Linked DNA regions of Gossypium hirsutum: region 2 is linked to region 1. The links are chromatin contacts, called in public Hi-C maps. All regions are on one chromosome and are shown on one strand. The core of a region is the stretch at or near the end of the contact, and the rest is flanking DNA. Distances in the headings are between cores, read along the strand shown.

Region 1 (3,811 bases), core at 848-3,347:
TGAGTGTTTAAATTACGGCTATCCTTATAATTTATCCTATTACGTAATACATTCAACGCAAAAAGAAATTTTAATCCCACGAGATAGGTTAAAAAAAATTTCCATGTTCTCGTTTATATAGAAAAAAAGAACAATTAAATATTTGCAATCTTTGATTATGAAATTAAGAAACTACACCTCTATCAAATAATTATTTTTTAAATTATATAAAATAAAAAATGTGCTTGTACCAGAAAATTTAAAATTTTGACAGAATTTATCAATTCAAAATACTTGCAATTGTGATTGTATTATTTGGATAAAAATCTTTTTAGCCATTACATTTATAAAATTTAATAATTATTTTTAATTATTTTTAAAAATATTATTTTTATTTTGAAGTTGCAAAGTTATAAATATATAACCACAAATTTGAAAAAACAAAATAGTTTTATTATTCATTATATTATTAAATTGATATTATATAAATAATTATTTTTTTAAATAATAAAGTTTTTAGTTGAGTTTAAGTTGAATTCGTATAAGTAACATTAATTAATTATTAGAAATATTATCACACGCATATACATATAGAAATCATAAATATGTGTTTAAAAATAACATACAATAAATGATAAAACATATGGCTGAAACTAAATAATAATAACATATTAAATATGTAGAATATTAAAATTAAAAAAAGATTAAATTGTTTATCATTGTTCTGTCATCAACCTTGAGTCGGAGTCGAGTTAAATTGTGACATCAACTCAATCAAATATATTATTAATATACATACACACACAATTAACAGAAGTAATAAAGTGTGCATAATAAAATTAAAATATATAAAAATATTAAAATAAGACTTTATTTAGTGACAAATTAACGATTAAAGTACTCTCAAATTGTAAAATTTTTAACCGAATTGGTGACCCAATGGAGGATAACGTCAACTCAATTAGGAGTGTAAATAATTATATAAATTAATAATAAATAAATAATAATTTTTATTTTTTGCATTTTTCAAATAAATAATGTTACAAAAATTGAAAAGTAGTAAAATTGATGTGTGAACATCAAAGAATTGCTTTTTAAAATAAATTTCTTACATTTTAGGAAAACCCTAATATTACTCGGAAGTTAGGTCGACCCGCAATCATAATTTTATTTTTCCTCTCATCATCTCACCAAGTTTTCGTATTATTTTTTTAAAAATAAATCTTTATTGGAAACAAGTAAAATCAGTCTCATATCCAAAAATTCTTCATACTCAACATGGATATTGTGTACTAAATTTAAATTATAATTATTTGGTACAATTATTATTTATTCTCAACTGTCACATTTGTTAACTTGTTCATGTAATAATTCACGTGTCCATAAGTGTAAGAATTAAAAAGGGTAAAAAATTAAATGAAGACTAAAATGATTATTTTTTTGTAAAGTTAGAGAACTAAATAAGTCATTATATTTTTTTCTTATTTTGAAGATTTGTTATTCTTTACTAGAGTTTTTATCATCTTTTTTAGTTTCAACTTTGAAGTATAAATTTATGCCCACTATTTTTTATTTCAAAGTAAATGTGTATTTTTAAAATAAGAATCATGATAATCTAAATAATCTTAACTATCAAATCAAAATAAATATTCCTAAATTTTAGATTTTGATTTATATTATTTTATTTCAACAACACCAAATATAATTAAAATATTAAAATAAATATTTACTTTTAGATTTAAATTTTTTATAAAAAAATTGAAATAGAAAGCAAGATATTAAGCTTATAAACGTTAATAAATATTATTTGATATTTGTTTTTTTTACCGAAAAAAATTGATCGAGGAATTTAATGGGTACTTTACATTTTATATTTTGTAAACATAAAACCGCCGAAAAAAATTAAAAATAAATCACACGTTGCAAGTAAGCTACATTTTCTCACTACAATCAGACACGGACAGCAGAGTTTTGTCAGTAAAAACAATAAAAAGCCAAATACGACGCCGTTGTGCCTCTTTTTGATTTACTCATTTCTTTGTCAGAAGCGGGCCCCACTTGGTCCAAATTCTTTCTCCCACCCAATCATTCATAAGCAAAATTCCTTCGACTCTGTTTCAAAGTTCAAACCTCAAGCATTGAGGTTGAATTGAACCCCCCTCCCCAAAAAAAACCTCAAGCATAAAGAAAATAACAGGAAAGAAAAAAAAAATTCAAATCCTCGATTTTATCGAAACCTCACCGGAGATGGCTACACCACCATCTCCATCGCCGACGTCGCCGCCTTCCACTCCCAACACTACTTCTTCTCCTCCTTCTCCTTCCCTTACGCCGCCAGTTACTAATACTTCAACCCCTGTGTCGCCTCCGCCTCCGGGGGCTGATTCTCCGAATGCTACGCTACCTCCGCCGCCTTCGCCGAGCGGGGGCTTACCGCCTGGGACATTAGCGGGGCTTATCGTTGGGGCAGGGATGGGAGCGTTAATTGTGCTGATTGGAGTGGGCATTTTCGTAATTTTTTATAGGAGGAGAAAGAAGAAGCTTGCTGGAGCTCATCCTCAAGGAGGTCAGTCAGTCCATCTTTGTTTTATTTTTATGAAATAATTACTTGCACTTAATGTAGTTCATAACACTTCCTCCGGACTGTATATTTATCCTATATTTCTGAAGTACCATTAGTTGCAGTTGGCTTAGAAAATGTGACTTTAGTTTTTAATATTATTTGTTTTTATGGAATCTAGGTTTAATTTTGAAGTGTTTGTTTTGTTTGTATTGTATCGTACTATTGTTTTTTTAATGTTACTATTGTTAAATCATGTTAACTATATTTGTCTACATTTTGTCAACTTTGTATTATCTATTTATTTGTTTGTTTATCAGTGTTTAGAGTATAATAATGTTGTTTAAAAATAAAGAAAATAAGATTTTTGGTTCAATATAGATTATATTGAATCTTGAGTTCCTTCCCGTATTTTATAGTAAAATATCATTGGGATTTCCTTCAAACATTGGCTTTTGGTTTTCATTGGTTTATGTTGTATACATAAGAACATATGCTTATGACCTAGATCTGCGTTATTGATGCTTTAATGGTATATGGTAAGCCATAATTTTCTTTTGGAGTTCACTTGAATCAATTGACTGAGAAGACCTAAAGTATGCAGCTTGAACGAGTTACTTTTATTAAGGATTTAAAGTTGTCATGAATTTATAAGTTATCGTAGTCTTTTGTTAATTAGGATGCAAGAATCAGTTTTATTGCTCTTATCATAGTTGTCATTTGTAATTTTCCCATGCTAATTTGATTTTTTAAACCATTTACAAAAGAATGAGTTTGATCCATTTCAGCTTTCAAGCCATGATACATGCATGGCCATACATGCATACAAGAACATCCATGCATGCATGTCTAGTAAACAAACACATATGCATATCTGGGATAAGGAGGCGTCCACTGGTATCAACACTTTAGTAATTTTATCCCCAGTGCTGTAAAGATAAGCAGCAGTAATTTCGAAGTTTGTTTCTAGTTATGTTTGATTAGCAACAAATATTATATTGTGTACTTTCTAGTTGCTTTTATTTTGATTTGGTCAAGGCATTCTTCTGTTTCATACTTGTATTATATGTTTTAGTTGGACAGCGTTTGCTTTATGATTACAGTCTCATGTGGTAGAAAAGAAACCAATGGTTTTCAAAGTGAAAGGAATTGACACTAAATCTTGCATGTTGTTATACATCCAGTTGATCCTCAACATTGGCAGCAGAGTGCTCCTCAAATTGCTGTTCTGCCGAAACCTACTACTCCGCCAGGAATCACACCACATGTTTA
Region 2 (3,992 bases), core at 257-2,756, 860 kb before region 1:
ACATAATGTTATATTTGCTATAATATTGGGCTGCTCAGTTTTTTATAACAGAGGTCCAGATCAACTACCCCATTCCCAGATCAAAACAGGTACCTTTTAAGATCTTAAGGTGAATGAACAATTAAAGCAAAAAAAAAAAAAAAAGATTCAAGGGCATCTAGATTGTGACATTTCAAGTCCTCACTCCTCAACCCAAATGTTAAAACTACGAACTAAAGTTTTATCAACATTCATGCATGCTTAGAAGTGCAGGTAAGCAGCAGCTCCCATACAGGTTAAAACCTTCGAATTTCTTAAACCTGACTAATCATAGACCAAATCAAAATTCAAGATAACAGAATATAAGAAAAGCAGCATAGGAGCATAAACATCATAGGTGTCAAAAACCTAATATTAACACATTTGTTATCAAAATGTAACACTAGTCAAGAGTATAAAAATTTTAATTTCCATTATCCGCATAGAGAAGGTAGGGCAAGTGAGCATTCCAATTTCAATCATTAAACAGAAGAAGCTACAATAGGCATAACAGACAATCCACATAGAAAATTCACCATATACCTTTCCGTAAATTGATATTTACTACTTAATTAGTTAAACAGCTATAAAAAAAGAAAAAAAAAAGAAAATTGGAACCTATAAAGAGAAAAAATGAAGCTTAATACCTATGACGACCGCCAACGTTGTCTCGAAATCTATCATCGTGCATATAAAACAACCCAGCAGTGGGCACAGCAAAGGGCTCATTCTCCTTCTTTTCCTCTCCATGTTCCTCTCCAATGTGATTATTATCAATGCCCAGTCCTTCATCCACATTTCCATTCTCCACAACCGCTTCCTTCACATCGTCTCCAGTTATCTTCACATTGCCTCGCACTTCTACTTTACCAACTTCATCTATCTCCTCTTCATCAATTTCTTCTTCCTCCTCCTCGTATTCATCATAAACTTCTTCGACTTCTTCTAAGTCCAATTCTTCTACGCCATCATCGTAATCTGCAGCACCGCCCTGACCGTCGGATTCATCGGAACGAATCACAGACCTTCGATCCATCCTCGCCTCAGCATTATTCTCTTCGTCCCTTTCTCCTTCGTCATCGTCACTGGCCGCCTCCCTCCTCCGCATTGCCAGAGAACGCTTCACCTCCTCTGGATCACTCTCGTATTCCACCTCCTCTACTCCCGTAGTAGCCATCACTTTATCGGAAAACAAATACCAAGTCGCTAAAACTTCCAAAAATATTCAAAAATAAAGAAGAAGCAATCTTTGCAACGAAGCAAAAAAAAAAACAATTCAAAGCCAATCGTCTAAAAAATAGAAGAGAATCAAAACCCTGGAGCCTTGAAATTGAAGGGAAAAATATTAGGGTTATTTATTTTCATGGGATAGGGCTAGCGGTATTTAGGAAGAAGAAAAACCCTAGATAGTTATATATTATTATTGTTGTTGTAAAATATGGGGATTTTTGCATAATAAAATTGAATGGAGCAAGGAGTTTGCTTTGAAATATGAAACTTTATTTTCTAATTTTTGGGTTAGGGAAAGATACTGGCAGGGACATTTTAGGAAATTAATTAAAAGTGAGTGGTAAGATTGGAGTCGGATTCTGATACGGACGTGAGGTGTTTGTTAAAAGGCAGATTGATGATTGGGAACCAATGGGGTTTTGCCACGTTTGCATATGAAATTGAGTTATCTACTCTGTTTCTAAGTTGGCAGCAAGTGTCAACCGAGCTACCACCGTATTTTGTTGTAATAATAATTTACCATGGTCATAGGTAGGGTGAAGTCAGAAAATTTTTTTAGGGAGGTCGGATGAAATTTTAATTTTTTATAGTTTATATTTTTATAATTTATAAATAATTAAATTAAATTTTTATAATTTTAGGGGGGTAAAGTGTAATTTTACCTTTATTAATTTAAATTTATTAAAAAATTTCAAGGGCATAAAATGTAATTTTCCCTTTTAGGGGGCCGGGGCCCATGCCAGCCCCCTGGCTACGCCCTTGGTCATAGGGTATTTGAGAATACAGATTTTGGCATTTTGGTAATGAGTTCAACCCAAACCACCAATGCTCCTTAATCTTAGTTAAATTCAAACCGAAAATTAAGCAAGTTTGGGATTTTTTAAATAAAATAAAAAAAAGTAAAGTACATCAAGAGTCACTCAATTTTGATCTCAATAATAAAACAGTCAACTCAACTTTCAAGAAATAACAAATCAGTAACTAATGTTATTGAAAAGTGACAAATCAGTCACCCATTAACATTTTCCGTTATAAGCCTAATGGGACAAGTGACATGGCCAGTTAACTAGCTGATATGGCCAACTAACTTGCTACATTGGATGAGGAGTCAAACAATTTAAGGTTTGGATGGGTTTAGAGGGAAAAAAAAAGAAAAGATGAATTAGGGATTAAGGAAAAGAAAGAAAATATCAATTGGGATTAAGAAGAAGAAAAGAAAATCGATTGGGATTAACATTTTAGGGTTTAGTGTTGGATGATTGAAACTTTTAGGATAAGGGTAAGATTGAATGATTTAAGGTTAAAGGATTAATATTTTGGGTTTCAAGTTTAGGGAGAAAGAAGACCACAAAAGATATCAATGGGTAGGGTTTAGGGCCACAACTGTTAATAGAAGAGAAGCAGACAATGTTTTAGCATCCACTATAACGGGTAAGTTTCTATATTTAGTTTATGATTTTTTAGATTTAGAGGGATTTGGGTTTAAGGTTTTCTAAATTTCTTTGTTGAAAAATGTTGCATTTGCATAGGGTTTATGCACTGTGTATGTTTATTGTTTGTATTAAAGTGTATGCCAGATTTTGATTTCTCTGGTTATTAAAGTGTATGGTAGGTTTGGATACTTTTAAAGTTATGTTCTACCATGTGCATATAGATAGCCTTAGGAAAGAGACAAATCAGTTCCTATTTGACAAATCACTTCAAAAGTTTAGGTTACATACAATTCAAAACTATGTATGTCATTAAATTATTTGAAAGTTTTTATTTAGGTTACATATAATTCAAATATGACAAATTAGTTCCTAGTTGTCAAGAATATTTTTTAAAGGCATAAATTGTAAAAAATACCCTTAACATTTAGGTGTTTTTGGTTTTGTGCCATTGATCTTTTTTTTTTATTGAGGCTTTCAACGTAACGATTTTTCCACAAATCAGTCCAATTTTAACAAGAAACGTTAGTTAACCTTCAATCAACCAGTCAATGAATTATCCTAAGTTGGAAGAATCAATGTTGACTACAACACCCCAAACCCGTCTCTGTTATCGGATTAGGGTTATGAAACATTATCGTACAACGAAAAACATTTACCTTCATAACATTAAATATCTTAAACATATCATAAAATCATTCATTCACATGCATTTTGTCCCTAAATCGAGCCTTCGATGCCCTAAAAATAGCTTAGAAGCAATTCAGGACTAATTTGAAATAAAACAGAAGTTTTAAGAAAAAGTTGTAAAAATTGGAAAACAGGAGCCACATGACCGTGTGACATCACCCTAGGCCGTGTAACTTTCAAACAGGGGACACACAGTCATGTCCCAGCCCATGTCCTCACCAGTGTAACTCACTAAGTAGGGTCACACGGCCATGCCACACGTCCGTGTGCCAGGCTGTGTAACTCACTGACTTGGAACACTAAGAACTTTCAAATGACACATAGACGTGTCCTCAGGCCGTGTGTGTCACACGGCCGTGAGACAGATCGTTTCCTAGGCCCTGTGATCCATAATTTGACCCTAAATTCAAGCCATTTCAAGACCAAATCATACTTAACCATCTATACCATTTGAGCATACATTCAAGGAATTTAAAACATCATTCACACACACCTAACATACAATTTCAAACATCCTAATTCATCTAACCAATATGCCATTAAAAGGCACCACAATTGTACGAAAACATCATCAACCAAAATATGCCAATATCGTCATATTTCAAGCATAAAAACTTAGTTCAA

Evidence for each region. A called contact is a pair of places that touch in the nucleus more often than the background predicts.
Region 2: a Hi-C map of leaf shows a contact between it and region 1, with 2.9 times the contacts expected there. The contact joins the promoter of LOC107951897 here to the promoter of LOC107951921 in region 1.

What each region holds. Positions count from the first base shown.
Region 1 is chrA02:87,126,206-87,130,016 of Gossypium_hirsutum_v2.1, reverse strand. LOC107951921 (proline-rich receptor-like protein kinase PERK15) reads left to right here and starts at 2,097. Exons shown (of 8, transcript XM_016887105.2): 1 at 2,097-2,545; 2 at 3,724-3,811. The coding sequence starts at 2,227.
Region 2 is chrA02:87,987,717-87,991,708 of Gossypium_hirsutum_v2.1, reverse strand. LOC107951897 (protein MLN51 homolog) reads right to left here and starts at 1,506. Exons shown (of 11, transcript XR_005908974.1): 1 at 666-1,506.